2 separate regions of the Gasterosteus aculeatus genome follow, and region 1 is linked to region 2. The links are chromatin contacts, called in public Hi-C maps. All regions are on one chromosome and are shown on one strand. Each heading gives the region's core, a stretch centred on a gene start, on an enhancer-like site or on the middle of the called end of the contact. The rest is flanking DNA. Distances are from core to core; before and after follow the strand shown. Region 1 holds the start of meis2a (Meis homeobox 2a). Region 2 holds the start of cdin1 (CDAN1 interacting nuclease 1).

Region 1 (6,851 bases), core at 1,246-3,745, 140 kb after region 2:
CAACAATTCATTCCAGCGTTTTACTTGACTTGTGCTTGTACACAGAGCTTCCATATCATTTATAATATTATTATTATAGGAGCTCGAGGCGTACTCTTACTCACGGCGGGCTTCTTGATGCCCCCCTAACAATGCGTGTGCGATTACACATGGGACAAAACTCACCCGACCAACAAAGGGGCTCCGACATTGCGGTAGAATTTAGGTGGTGGGAGAGAAACTCCATCAAAACTCACTAATAGAAAAAAGCTTAGAAAAACTTGACTGAGGCAGTGGGGTGTAGGAGGAGGGGGAAAAAATGTATATATATATATTGCACGCATGTTTGTTTCATGCAAACCTTACCCATAAATTTGATCTTTATCCCTCTTTAAAACGTCGTTGACAGCGGAGCCCATGCTGGCGGGCATGACGTTGGGGTGCGGAGCGTGGGCTCCGTAGTGCTGGCTGGCGTGCAGCGGCGGTCCGTGGTTCAGGTGGTGGACCTGGGGAAGCGGCCGGGGAGCGTGCGGGTCCCCGTACATCGACGCCGAGACTCCGTCCATCCCACCGTAGTGGGCCAGCTCATCGTACTGGGGAATAGATCAACAACAACAAACAACGACGACGACAACAAGAAGAAAGGAAGAAAAAAAAAAGTCCGGTTACTTTCGCATTTAAAAACGAAAAGCGTGCAAAGGAGATTTGCAAGAGAATGAAGCAAAGAAAGAAAGAAATTTAAAATAAATAAATAAATGCACAGCGCGTGCCGCCTCGGCGTGGATACACGCAAAAGGAGACCTAACGAGCTCGTGCGAATGCGCTGCAAGCCAGCGCAGGATAAAAAGCAAAGTGTCGTATATTGTACATATACACGCATATACACACGTCTGATAAACAGTTTGCCATTACCAAAAACATTAGAACTCAAAGGCGCTCCGCGTAAGGGAGCTCGGTGGCCGAAAAAGAGCGAATTAGTTGGGAGTTCTCCTGTGAACGCGATCCACGACTGTCGTGGGGGCTCGTCGGGGTGAAAGCAGAGGCTGTCACTTTGCCTGGAGAGCAAGGGGCGCTGCAACAACAGAAACGTCAAATATAGCAGCTTTGATGTGAATGCTGCCGCCCGAGAACAAGTTATCGATACGAGCGCCTCCCCTGCAGTGGATTTGAACAGGTACGTGTAAGGAGATTTAAAAAAAAAAAAAAACCTACCCTTTGCGCCATTGGGCTGCGCTCCAATAAACTCCTGAATCTGTCGTATATTTAATATCCCAGTCCCCGTTCAGAAAGTGATTTAGAGATCAAGATTCCGTTTTCCGACCAACTTTGCGACTTCTCCTATTCGCCAGTGTGGTTCAGTGGAGATCGTAGCATCGGGGAGTTTTGCAATTTCTCTTGTTTTCCCTCTTTCCACGGGAGGGGAGAGAAAAAAAGAAGCAAAAATGCGCCAAAGTGAAGGTTACAATCGGCCCATCAACAACCTGCATGTAACTAAACTGTCGTGTCTCATGGCTTTTTGCCACTCCGGCTGTCAATCAAAGCCAGAGGTTGTCAAGGTAATGAATGAATGACGGTCGGCGATGATGTTCAGGAGAAGGACGAATCTTTTTTAGTCCGTTTTCATCCCGCGAGTCCGCGTCTCCTTTAATGCCTCCAGATCGCTATCTTGTTTTATTATCACTGTAAAAAAAAAAAAAAAAAAGAAGAAGAAGAAGCAAAAAGAAGAGGAAGAAGAAGAAGGGAGGAAAAAGCAGTCGAAACGAAGAGACCGCGATTCAGATCTCTCCTTCCTTTCCCCCCGTAGGTATTTGGTCTATCTGGCGAGCCTGAGATGAGTGAGTGTCAGCGAGTGTTGGCAGGTTGGCTGCTAGCTTGCTTATAGAAACGGAGTCAGCGCGCAGCGCCGAGCGGTGGGCGAATGAAATGACGGATCCCGGAAGTAGCGGCGGCCATAGCCAGTCCTGCAGCAGCTCCACAAAAGAGAGAGGAGAGACCAAAGCGAGAGATATGCAGAGTGTATGCGGAGCACGGGGACGGCTTCAACTCCACACCGGGGCTATATATATATATATATATTAAAAAAAAAAAAAAAGCCAAACACACACAGCTCCCAACCCGATTCCTCTTTTCTTTTCCACCGTGAAGATTCCTAAAGGACAGGGAGAAAAAAGCAAACAGGGTGAAGGCTGAGTGAAGGAGGGTTTAGCAGCGCGGAGCTCTCTGAGTGACCACGCGAATCGTGATTTAGGGTACAATAAGTAAGAGTTTGAGGTAGATTTACGAGGGATGCAATGCACAACCTTTAAGCACAATAAAATGTGACATTAACAAATGGTAAACCTTTCAACTTTTGCGTCCCCGCGCGTCCTCCGTGACACGGCGGGATATTATAACGCTTACGAATGCTGAGGCGCTTACTTTATTTGTTTGTAGCTTGTGTACCTTTACAACTCTGAAATACCTCACAATCCAACAACACACTATCATTTGGCAAATGAATTGACACCCCTCTAATCCTAGAATGAACTTTTCCAACCGGGGGGGGGGGGGGGGGGGGGGCTTTGTGGAGAAAGTAATTTTGTATGTTTCTTTCGTCCAATCCCCTCTCTCAATAGAAAGCTGTGCCTTACCTCAGAGTAGTCAATTATCAAAGCTCCCTGAGATCATCAATCATGTGAGGAGATTGAAGTTTAGAGGAGGAGCAACGCTCCGGCCATCGATGGCAGTGAAGCCTTTTTTTGGGGGGGGGGGGGGGGGGGGTCGAGCACTTTTACGCACAGAAAAACAGAAGCAGGCCATCTATTCCCTTTAGAATGTGGCTCCATCAACGCTAATATGGCACCGCGGCTGTATTGATAGGCTCTCACATAAAGGCTCCTTTCATGGCTCCGTGACATTTTTGATGGTGAAATTAATTATTCACAGGTTAGGATTAAGGTAGACACACGCTCAGGGAGATGGGCTGTGGCCACCGGTGGAGGGTCAATAAACTCTCCCCACAAACAAAATACCAAACAGAGTTGCTTGAGGTCGTTTGCAGAAATCTGGGGAGTTTTTTTTATTTTTTATTTTTATAAAGGAAATCGATTCAATAAATGAAACCGTGACAACAGTTATGTTTGTTGGCATAATGTGGGTGGAGGAGAGGGAGTGGGGAGGGTGGTGGTGGTGGTGGTGGAGGGGGGGGAAGTGTAGGACTGCAGGGTTTGACAAACGGCTGTGTGGACATTTCAACGTGCAACACCCCGGGAAGGAGCTGCAGAGCGGTGCGCAGAGAGCCAAGGCATTCACCGTCTCCAAGTCTCTCCCACACTCTGTAAACACAACCAGCCCGGCCGGCAGACCGCGCTATTGGAGACTGATATTTTCATGAGCTAAATACTATCATTCACATTGATTTGTGCATTAACGCTTGACTTTTTTTTCTTCTTCTTATTCTTCTACTTCTTCCAACTTCCTTCTTTGGACAACCACGGTAAGTAGCACACACCTTACTGTATTTGCCGCTTTGTTGCACACGCGCGTCTTTACGCGGGGCAGTAAGGGGGGGTGGGAGGGGGCGGCGGGGGCGGCGGGGGGGGGGGGTTACGGTTGGACTATAAAAAAATAAAAAAAAAAGAACATGGAAGATATTGTCACTTGTATGTTTAATCTGCCGCTCGATGGAAGTATCCTTTAATCCCCAAACTGCCGTGGAGTTGGATGTATACGTGCTTCCAGGTCTTTACCGCATTTACTGTGGAAATATGTGATTTGCCCCCGAGGAGAGTGATGTAAACACCCGAAGAGCGTGTGAAAATAGCAGAGGCTAATTATGCGTGTCCAATGTACGGCTCCGCAGAAACGCGTCCTTCCCTGTAAAACTTTCAGCGAGGACTCCTAACGACGTGGAAATTCTAAGCTCCGTCTTTTTTTTTTGGTGAACTATTTATTGGAGCAATTAATGGAAGCCACAAACACACGGCGTCGTCACGAACGGCGTTTAGGTGGCGAAATGTCTTCATTTAGCTAAATAACAGCCTCGATGCAACATTACGCAGGTCGGTGTTTAATTTTCTAATTTTATTTTAATCATCATTCACTCAATAGGTAATTAAAATTAATTTTCCTCGTAAACAAGACCTGTGCCAATTTAAAACCTCCGGTTTATAACCTGACCGCATTTACAAACCAGATTATTCCAGGAGGACACCCATCACGGACAATTACGCCTTTTCACGGAAATTGGGATTTCTCAAGGCTTTCACGTTGTGTCCGTTTTTTCACACAACTCTGGCACGTAAATAAAAATAAAAAACAAAACATTTCTTTTTAAATCAGTAGATGGCATTAACAGGCAGTACAATTTCATCGGGTGGTGTCAAATTGAGGTCAGTTTAGGGTTAAAGCTCTCGGTGTCCGTGTGGGACATGGCCAGCTGCGTTTGGATCATTAGGAGGTGGGGGGGTTGGTGAGGGGGGGGGGGGGATCCATTTCAAGGAAAACACTACTGGGACAATCACCAGGCTAAAGATCCACTGCATGTCACATCCTGAAGGTGCACCAGGTCCGCTAGCATGCGACCGAGCATCGGCACTGAACTTCCACTCCTCTGTTTACTCTTTGCAGGATTTACAATCCCTCTCCCCCCTCTGCTGCCCCGCAGGGCTCGTTGTTCACACACACACACACACACACACACACACACGCACACACACACGCGCGCGCACATGCACACAAGACTGTTGCTAAATATGGAGAGAAAAGCATTGTTGATTTAATTCCCTCAAAAAGATCACTGATATGAAACCGGCTTCAAATCCTCTTAGTGACCTTAAACACTCCTGGAGAAACAATTGGCGCTCAACCGTATAGGAACAAATAAAATCGCCCTAATCTTGTTTGTAACTTTGTTCTTCTTTGGCCCTCTTCACTATGTGAGATTATGTAAACGAGCAGAGCTAATGTATAGAGGCGCTGAGATAAGACTGGATCATAGACTGACTCCTGAAGAGGCTCAGGGAGGCAAGACCCTTGCAGCCTGTGTATTTCTTCTCTCTGCAGGAGTTCGGTGATGAGAAGAAATGCGGCTGCAAATGCATGTAACGTGCATCTGCAAACACGTTCTGCCCCAAATGCAACGGCTGCGCTCGTTTAATCATTTCACGGATTTGATTCAATTCTTTAATCGACAGGTTTTACGATGGTTTAATCTTCGATCACCTCAGTCATCTGATTCTGAACTTCTTTTGACCCCCCCGGAGTGAATTGCGACTATAGGCTTTCAGAAAGTAGAGTGAGCAACTCAAATACTTGTAAAAGTTTCGCGACTAACTGTAAATTCTTCAGCTCCAAAGCCTCATTTTCCCCTCCACCGATTCTCAGAGTGTGGTGTCAAAGGGTTAGTGAGGGGGCGTGGGGGGGGGGCACCAAATGTAACTGTGGCTTTTCCTCCACACTGGAAGGAGATTATGCGGCCTTCTAGCGACATCTGGCGGCGGCGGAACCAGGGCTGTCGAAAGCTTTGCAAGAAATGTGTAAAGGCCCACAAAATGAAGCAAAAAAAGAATTATTTACTACATCCAAACGCAGTTTTCGAAAATATATCAAATGGCTTTTATTAAAAACGAAGGGGATTGCATTAACGTCGAACGCCATCGAACGTATGAAAATAGAGATTTCGTTTTACTGTCCGAATCGAGCCTTTGTTTCTCGCTGCCTGACTCTCAACAGATTTGCTGGCAATTCATTGAGGATAGGTTCTGCGTAAGCGTTTACACCGTCACACAAAGTAGAAAATGCATTTTCCTAGTTTTTTATTATTATTATTAAAAAAATGCAAGTAGCCTTAATGTAAATCCTAATTCGTTAGATACAGGATTAATACGCAGCTTTATATCTATGGTGCAAATAAAACACTGTAAAACTATTTAAATATTGATAAAATCAAGCTTTACACGTGTTAACGCTTGTTAACGAATAAAAGCGTGTTAACGAATAAAAGTTAAACAATTACTCAAGCGAAGCCGGGGGGAAAAATAGATTGGGAAGTAAAAAAAGATGACCATAACACTACATTACTGCTGAAAAATAGCGTCCTTCCCGTTCTTTTTAAAAAAATGTTGAAAGAATTATTTCAGATGCAAAACTATAATGCGATGCATTACTCCCTTCATTCAAATCGTAGTGCATTTTGTCCCACGTTGAAATAACATGCGCGCGGCCGGAGGAGCAGCTCGGCCGGGACACGCAGTCCGAGCGGGTCACCGCCGGGATTAGAGCCCGTCGTTAACGCCTGTGCGGATACACCAAATGCTGATTTAATGAGCTTGCACTGGGTGTTTGTCCTGGAATACCTGGTGTGCATGTTAGTTACGCCACAGACGATAATCCCTGTGTGCCCCCCCCTCTCCTAACACGTGGCTTCAGGGACGGCCTCATACCTACAGCAACAAAGACGCCCGTGGAGATTTGCGTATTATTTTCTTTCCTTTTTAAAAATGTTTTATTCTTTTTTATTTCGGTTTGATTGAACAGCTCGAAGCCTATAAGGCCCGTATCCAGCCACATTACCAGCTGTAATTGAGAGAAGTTTAAGTGGAAAGCGAGGAGTTAATAGCGGTGACCCTCTTGCTGTGCCTCTGTCGCTCATCATTTATCAGGCTTAAGGGGCTTAAACAGGCAGCACAGACCCACCTTTTATTACATATCAAACCCTCTCTCCCTTATCTACATTATAGGAAATGCATGCATCGTTGCCCGTTATGCGGATTTGGAAATAGAAACATGTCCAATAAAGTCTCCTTCCTCCGCTGATCAGAGGAAATATGGCTTTAGGCGCAGCAGAGACAACCCCGGCGCGTTAAGCCTTTATTAAATTGTCTTAATTCCCC
Region 2 (7,138 bases), core at 4,570-7,069:
ACAGCAATTAAAAGCATAACAATAACAATATTCACCAATGACAGCAGCGTGCAATAGTTATGCCCTTCGTTAGTTTCACAATGTTCCTTATGAATTAGTTAAGTCTGTTAATTGCACATTTATTGCACTCAAGGCCACAGAGAGATGCACTAAATGGCTCCGGAACAGTATGATACTTGTGCACCTATCACGAAAAATAAATCGAGCTTTTATATTTCAGCTTAATTAAGTGTATTTTATTTACCTACTATTTTGTCCTTCAAAGGGATTTATTAGCCCTATATTAATTTAGGTAAATAAAGGGCTAAATTTATGATTCACAATTTTGAATTAAGTATGAAAATAATGTCAGTATTATATATTATTATGTATATATATATTATGCATAATGAGCAGGACTGAGTCATCATAACATCATATATTGATAAATAACAAAAGGATATTTTAGGAAGTTTTCACAGAAAAAAAATAAGCCCTAATTATTCCTATATTTACATTTGAGTGCCTCCAAAACAACATAAGTAACGATCGTATTTATTCAGAGACAAGAAAATAAGGCACATATCAAAATCCTCCACCGGCATAATCTCTTTGTGTTTACACTTTATCATCGCCTATTCTGATCTCCGGCGTGTTTCATTATGGAGTGACGTTTGAGTGACACTGCGCCGGCTGTCACAGCCATGTGCTGAGGTTCCCTCTCATTTCCAGCACCAACAATAATAATGACTATTCTAGTGCTAGCCCCAGTGTTTGTGTTATTGTTGTAGGGTGTCAGACACAGGCCCTGACGTTTGCTATGCTATCAGCAGGAGTGTACAAATACAAACACATTTGCCTGAGTTATTGACCTTTATCTCCCCACTTTCTTGACAGCCTTCTGCAGTTATTGACAATACAAACACATGGGACGACGCATAACCTTTCATTTACAGAGCACTTTCTCTCTCTTTTTGTCTCCCTCCCTCGCTCGTTCTTTCCCTCAGTCTGCGTCTCTCTGCTCCTGCAATTTGTTTAAATAAAATGGGGCAGACAATGGTTCTGCTCATTTCTGCCATCTTTCTTTCATTCCAAATTTCAGAGGATAATATCATTAGACCGATACAATGGCTGCTATTCAGCCTTAGATACACAGATATTTCAAGTATTCAATATAGTTTTGACACGCTGGCATTACGGGAAAGTGTTGTTTCCTTATTTGTTTGGCTTACAATGTTCTGTCATAAATCTTATATTCCTATGGCAATATGTTTTTCCTTCAAAATTACTGAATAAATATACGCATGGTCAGTACAATGAAAAACAATATTATACGAAAGATGAACACATAAAAAACGTTTTGAAAAACTAAAATATACTGTGTGAAAAAAAAATATTTACAGTGTATTTATGTAGAATTTTCATTAATGTTTAAATACACAGAAAAGTATGGGGAGAGTGGTTTTATTTATGCAGAACGTGGGCAACATAATTATTCTGAAATTGGGACTGAATCCATAAACCCATAATAAACAGAATAATTTACTGCATCGCAATACAGCACTGAATAACAATGGTCATAAAAAACACTAGTATTCCACTAATGATTCTCCTCCAGGATTTATTGTGTTTTTCAATGTGTGTCCTCTTGCATTTCGGCGTAAAAAATAGCATGCATAAAATACGGGTGTCCCCACCAGTCGGCCCCTCTGCAGGTACTTCAGAGCCCCAAAATTAAATTTGAAACAATCCAGACCAGTGTTTGGTGACCATGGTTAATCATCAAGAAACAAAGACATCAAACAATATTTGATAATGAGAAAAATGCCTCCAGGATATTAGGGGACGGGGGGAGAGCACAGCGTGAGCCTCGGCTAGCAGAGCTAGGTAGAGAGGCCACACCAGACATGAGCTGCATCCACATGTCTGTGTGCGGTGGTGGTGGTGGGTGTCTGTGCGTCTGTGCGTGTCGGACACACAAAAACCTGAGCATGCACGCAAACATGCGTCAACTTCGGTCTCATGCACACACACACACACACACACGTCCATGCAAGTACTCAGACACACACACACACACCTCTCATAGAGTTAAAAAGCCATTAAAATGTTGCCTTTTTTTAAGTTCATGACGAGATAATTAGAATTCAGTATATGGAGCCACTGGTGGGATTACAGCTTTGTGAAACTGCGCTTCATTTTGAACTTGCATCGAGTCTCAACCCAATTATCTGCAGTTAAAATGGCTTAGTGAGGCTCCAAACTGTGACTGACAAAAAAAAAAATACAGACAAGCCCAAAAAAAGTTTTCTTTATAGATAAAAGTGATTATATCGCCCAGAATTTACGAAAAGGCAAGACTTCTATTCCATCTATCATTCAAACCGAATATAATTGCATTTGGATGATATTAATGTATTAAAAGTATTTGTATATTTTAAAATATATCCAACTCATTCTTTAAAAAAGATACCGTACTTTCATAAAAAAACAAACACAATGGTTTAATTTTCCATCAGGGCAGCGTAATCAGTGCTAAATAAAATAAGAGGTTGGGTTGACAGGGGAGATGGGCGAGTGGGGGTGGGAGGGGGGTAATGAGGAGAACGTGTTTGTTCTTTCCTCTTCCTCTGTCATGCTGTTGGGTTATCCTTGATTGACGCAGCGTTAACGGTCTGGCCAAACCGAGGCAGATCCAGCGACACAGGCTGAACGGCAGCATGTGCAACCACCTCGGACATGCAAATTGCACCCGGGCAACCCGTTGACTATGATTAATGAGGCTGGGCTGCAGCCTTTGTTTCCCCGTGCAGCCGTTTAGAGTGAAATACAATCTCAAAATATTATCAATCCCCTGTTAATCCTGTAAACACGTTCACATTGCAAATGTGTGCATGTGTGTCTGATTGCCCATATGAGTGTGTGTGTGTGTGTGTTTGTGTTTTATTGGGGTGAGCACGATTGCTTTTAATTACATGTCCGGTAATTAAATTCATTAAAGGATAATAAAATAAATGGAAGAAAAACAGCTTTGAAAGCTGGGCTGAAACACATGTGTCTTGTCTCCTGTGATGTAAAATATGGATGTTGGATTTTCAGGGGCAGTCATGCTGTTCAGGGGGGGAAAGCATGAATCTGATACCTTGCTAATACTACAGGCATTTCCTGGTTATGGCTTGCCTCATGCTTAAACTGTGATTTTTAGAGTTCAGATCCCAGACTCCCCGAAGATTGGAGAGCAATTCTGTGGTGCAGAAGAGTGAAGTCACTGACTTCACAAGTGAAAAAAAAAAAAAGAAGAAACATTATGACAGTAATGCTGACGATCTTGTGTAACACAATGCTCTCTATGTATGGTGAGCAATATCCCTGGATAAGTTAAAGAGGGACTAATGTGCCAGACATTGGATGGCTGGCAATTTCCTTAAACTGTGTGATGAGAAAAGGAAATTACACAACCTAAAATATCTTACATTCATCGACGGGAGAGGCTGTTGATGAAAAGCTATTTCTCACGCACACGCGGGTTTTCCCTCTGCTGCAAGCGAAATGTAAATGCTTCCCAAGTATTAAGGTATATACGTGTCATTAGCGGCACAGTGCTTGGCTCTACAATGGTGTGCCGAGAGCAGTGGAGCAGAGATCAGTGCGGCGTCTCTTGGATATCAGAGGGAGACATCCTTTGTAAATTCATCTCCCACTGTGAGCACGCTCCACAGCTGCTTAACGGCACTGTGTGTACAACTGCCCTGTTTACACTCAGCCTCAAAAAAAGCTCTCGTCTTTTAACGTGCATCCTTCCCCGGTATCCTCTCCATCGCCCTGCCATCTCCTTCAGCCCTCATCCCAGCCCACTGCGGCTCTCATGGCCATCAAAGATGCATAAAAATGGATTTGATGCAAGGGCGTGTGTGTGTGTGCTCGCTTGCACACACGCACACACACACAAGTAGACGCATACACACAACAAAGCCTCTGATCCCCTCGCTTTTGGGGCCATTACAGTACACTGCCTTCCAACCCCTTCTCTGATTTTTATCTTTTTATACCATCACATTACACTGATCCTTTTATACCTATTACACACGCGGCTCCCCACCAAACCCCCTGATCCTCTGATACCTAGATGAGTAAACTGCTCCTCCTGCCCCTGACCTCAGCCCTTTGTAGCAATCAAACCAGACTTCCTCAGAGGCCCCGATCTTATCTGGCCATACCAATCCCACTACACAGCTCCCTTTTGTAGGCAGCACAGAGCGCTGAGCCCTTTCAGACCCGGGGACAGTGCTGGTGCACGCACAGCCCGAGACCTCAGCCCATCTCAGGCATCATACTACACTGCCCGACAACAATGAGCTCTATTTTCTGACGCATCACAGGTCAGATAGAGCCTTTCTGCTCACCGATGCATTGTTCGCCCACAATGGAGGAAATCAGCGATGTTGTTGTGAAAAGAATGTCTGACTTTAGCAAAGAATGGTTTGATGTAGTCACGGGCTCACAGAGGAGTGAAGCCAGATTTGTTTGAGATCGTTTCAAGAGGAGTTATTCAACAATCAGCTTGTTTCATTTTTGAAAAACAAACAGCAGAAATATCTGAAATCCAACATAACATGATTATAACATATTATGATTCTATCTGAAAGTAGAAAGTAAAAGACGGGTAGACTGTTTACAGCAGAGACTAATTACACAACAATACCATTCTAAAATGATATTGATCTCAAGGGCGTGTATTTGACAAATTAAGTCTGAAAGTTTTTATTCCTATCTAAGTCGACTAAAATCAACACTCCAGTGCGAGGCATCCATAAGGTTCGGAGGGAAATGAATAATCACACCAAATCGTTAATTGACAATTTAGTAGTTTCCCTCAAAAATCAGTTTGCATTTGTTACTATTAGATAGCTATTTTCATTGTAATATAAGTCGTTTGGAGAGCATATGTATCCTTAATAAATTGAGCATTATTCCTGTATGTTCCAAACTTAGTATGTCATTATCTTTGGCCAAATTTACATATATTTCCATATTTCTGCAAAAGGCATTTAAAGCACTACCATCTAGTACTACTATCACTGGTTAGGTGACAGGTATTGATGATTCGGGAGACCTGCAGCTGGCGATGGACCACAAAAAATATTGCTGTACCTTGGAAATAATTAAGGAAAACCCCAACCAATATTTTTTCAACAAAGTAATATTTCTACCTGCAGGGGTAAAAGAATAAACTATATAAATATTAATGATGATCTGAGCAGTGGAATTTGGTATACTTTGTTTCCTTTAAAGAAAAGTAAAGCAAGTATGGCCTCTCTGTTAAGACTTGCAGTTGAAATAGAAATAACCAGAGCCCAAACTGAAGTTCAATTAGGCTTCATGAAAAACAGGTTAATTACTTGATCATTGAATTTAGTTTATTCCAGATGCATATCAAATCCCCATGTTTTAAGTTGCTATGGACTGTATGCTGAAGTAGCATGATCCAGGATAAAATACCATGTTTTAATTGAGAGGTAGTATCTCTGAGTAGGCTGTAAAGAGGCTCATTTGATGTAAAAAAAAAAACAGTACATTTGTGTTTAATCAACGACTATTGACAGAATTTTTCTAGAGAGAGATAACAGAGAGACACTCCCTCCTTCTCTGTCTCCTTGCACAGTTCCTCACCCACCTTCTTTAAAATTATTTTTGGGCCTGTAGAGTTTTTTATTATTTATATTCTGTCGGACTGTAGGCTGGTTAAGTTTTCCTTTTGCATATAACAGGAATCCAGTGACGCGTCGGAGCTAATAAGCAGCGAGCCTCCGCTGGCGCTCCGCCTTCGCATTGCCGAGTAACCAATCACCTGCTGTTATACTCAGCTTCCCGAATGAATCCACCAATCAAACCACTCCTCACACAAGAGTCCTTCCTTCAAGCTCGCTAGCGGGAAGCTGCAATCGAGAAGTGTACAGCAGGAATGAATGGTAAACAACCCGTTTAGGTGTTATTTATCGCTCTACAAAACTATTTTGAAAGCCAATGCGTACAGTAGTCGTTCAGTACACTTTCGAAAGGGAGACGAAAGCTTTTATTTTCCGCGCGTTTGTTGTGTCGTGTTAGCAATCCACGTAAAGCTAATATTGCTTAGCAAGGCGGGCGACGCTACAGCTGTTTCTGGCTGTCAGTCTCCCCCGCGTTGTTTACATCTGGAAACTCAAGACTGCCACGGACGCGTCCCTTAATCAAACTCCCACCTCGTGTTTGCACAGATAGATGCAGTCACACGCCTACCATTACAATCAAATGAAAATGACGCTGTCCCGAGCTGAATATAAAGAGATCGTGCGATGGACCGATCAACTGAGACCCACGCGCCAATGTATGAAGACGCTGAAAGAAAGATTCCCAAAGTGAGTAGTTACACACTATACACTTCCTTTACACTCTCGGTGTGTGTTTATGTGTGGCTACAGGGTAAAAACACCAAGTATCTATGAACAAATACAAGCACAAAATGCGATCACATTATAATTTACCAATCACTCACATAAATAGTAACTTTTTCAACTCCCAGTAGCATCACCATTTATTCCTCAGTCTCTTTTTCTTTTCTACCTGCTTCTGGGTATTTATAATCCCACTTTTGATCTCCAATTAATTCCACGCAGGTTTCTGTATCGGCCTCCGTTAGCCAATGCTTCGCCATGCAGCGCCTGCTCATCCAGGAATCGAACAGCGAGGTTAATGGTTGTGTTTGCCTTTCTCCTTGACACTGAGGGCCCTCACTTTATTGAACGTAACACGTGTAATCCCCCGAGGCCAACAGGACACCACGGCTGATCCCGCCGAGGTCACTTACAAAGTCGTACGTATTTGGAGCTTCCTACTTCCATTGTGCCCTAATCACCAATCTACAAGAAGGTATTCGGTCCCCGAAGGGGACACGGCGAAGCTCGAGCTCGGCTTTGTTCTCACTGTCTGCGTTTTACAGAATATGTCATGCGCATAGCGTTTGTCCAATATCCTGAATGCATGGGCCCAACACTAGGGGGTCTTTCTCATGTTTATTTTAAGTTTCCGTTCTCCTTTTGGGTTTCCTAATCCAAACTTTCTTTAACCAAAAAGTCTGCATGCCAGTTGTTCAAAAGGTATCACTGGTGGGTGTGTAATTAAA

The links. Hi-C and Micro-C count contacts between places; a contact is called where the count stands out from the background.
Region 1: a contact with region 2 is called in a Hi-C map of skeletal muscle, with 5 times the contacts expected there. The contact joins the promoter of meis2a here to the promoter of cdin1 in region 2. A contact is called at or near these places in 3 of 6 Hi-C or Micro-C datasets (skeletal muscle and whole body).

What each region holds. Positions count from the first base shown.
Region 1 is chr15:10,634,185-10,641,035 of fGasAcu3.hap1.1, forward strand. meis2a (Meis homeobox 2a) reads right to left here and starts at 2,496. Exons shown (of 13, transcript XM_078089605.1): 1 at 1,192-2,496; 2 at 346-572. The coding sequence starts at 1,203.
Region 2 is chr15:10,492,274-10,499,411 of fGasAcu3.hap1.1, forward strand. It overlaps cdin1 (CDAN1 interacting nuclease 1), which reads left to right and starts at 5,820. Exons shown (of 12, transcript XM_040199813.2): 1 at 5,820-5,948; 2 at 6,234-6,374. The coding sequence starts at 6,238.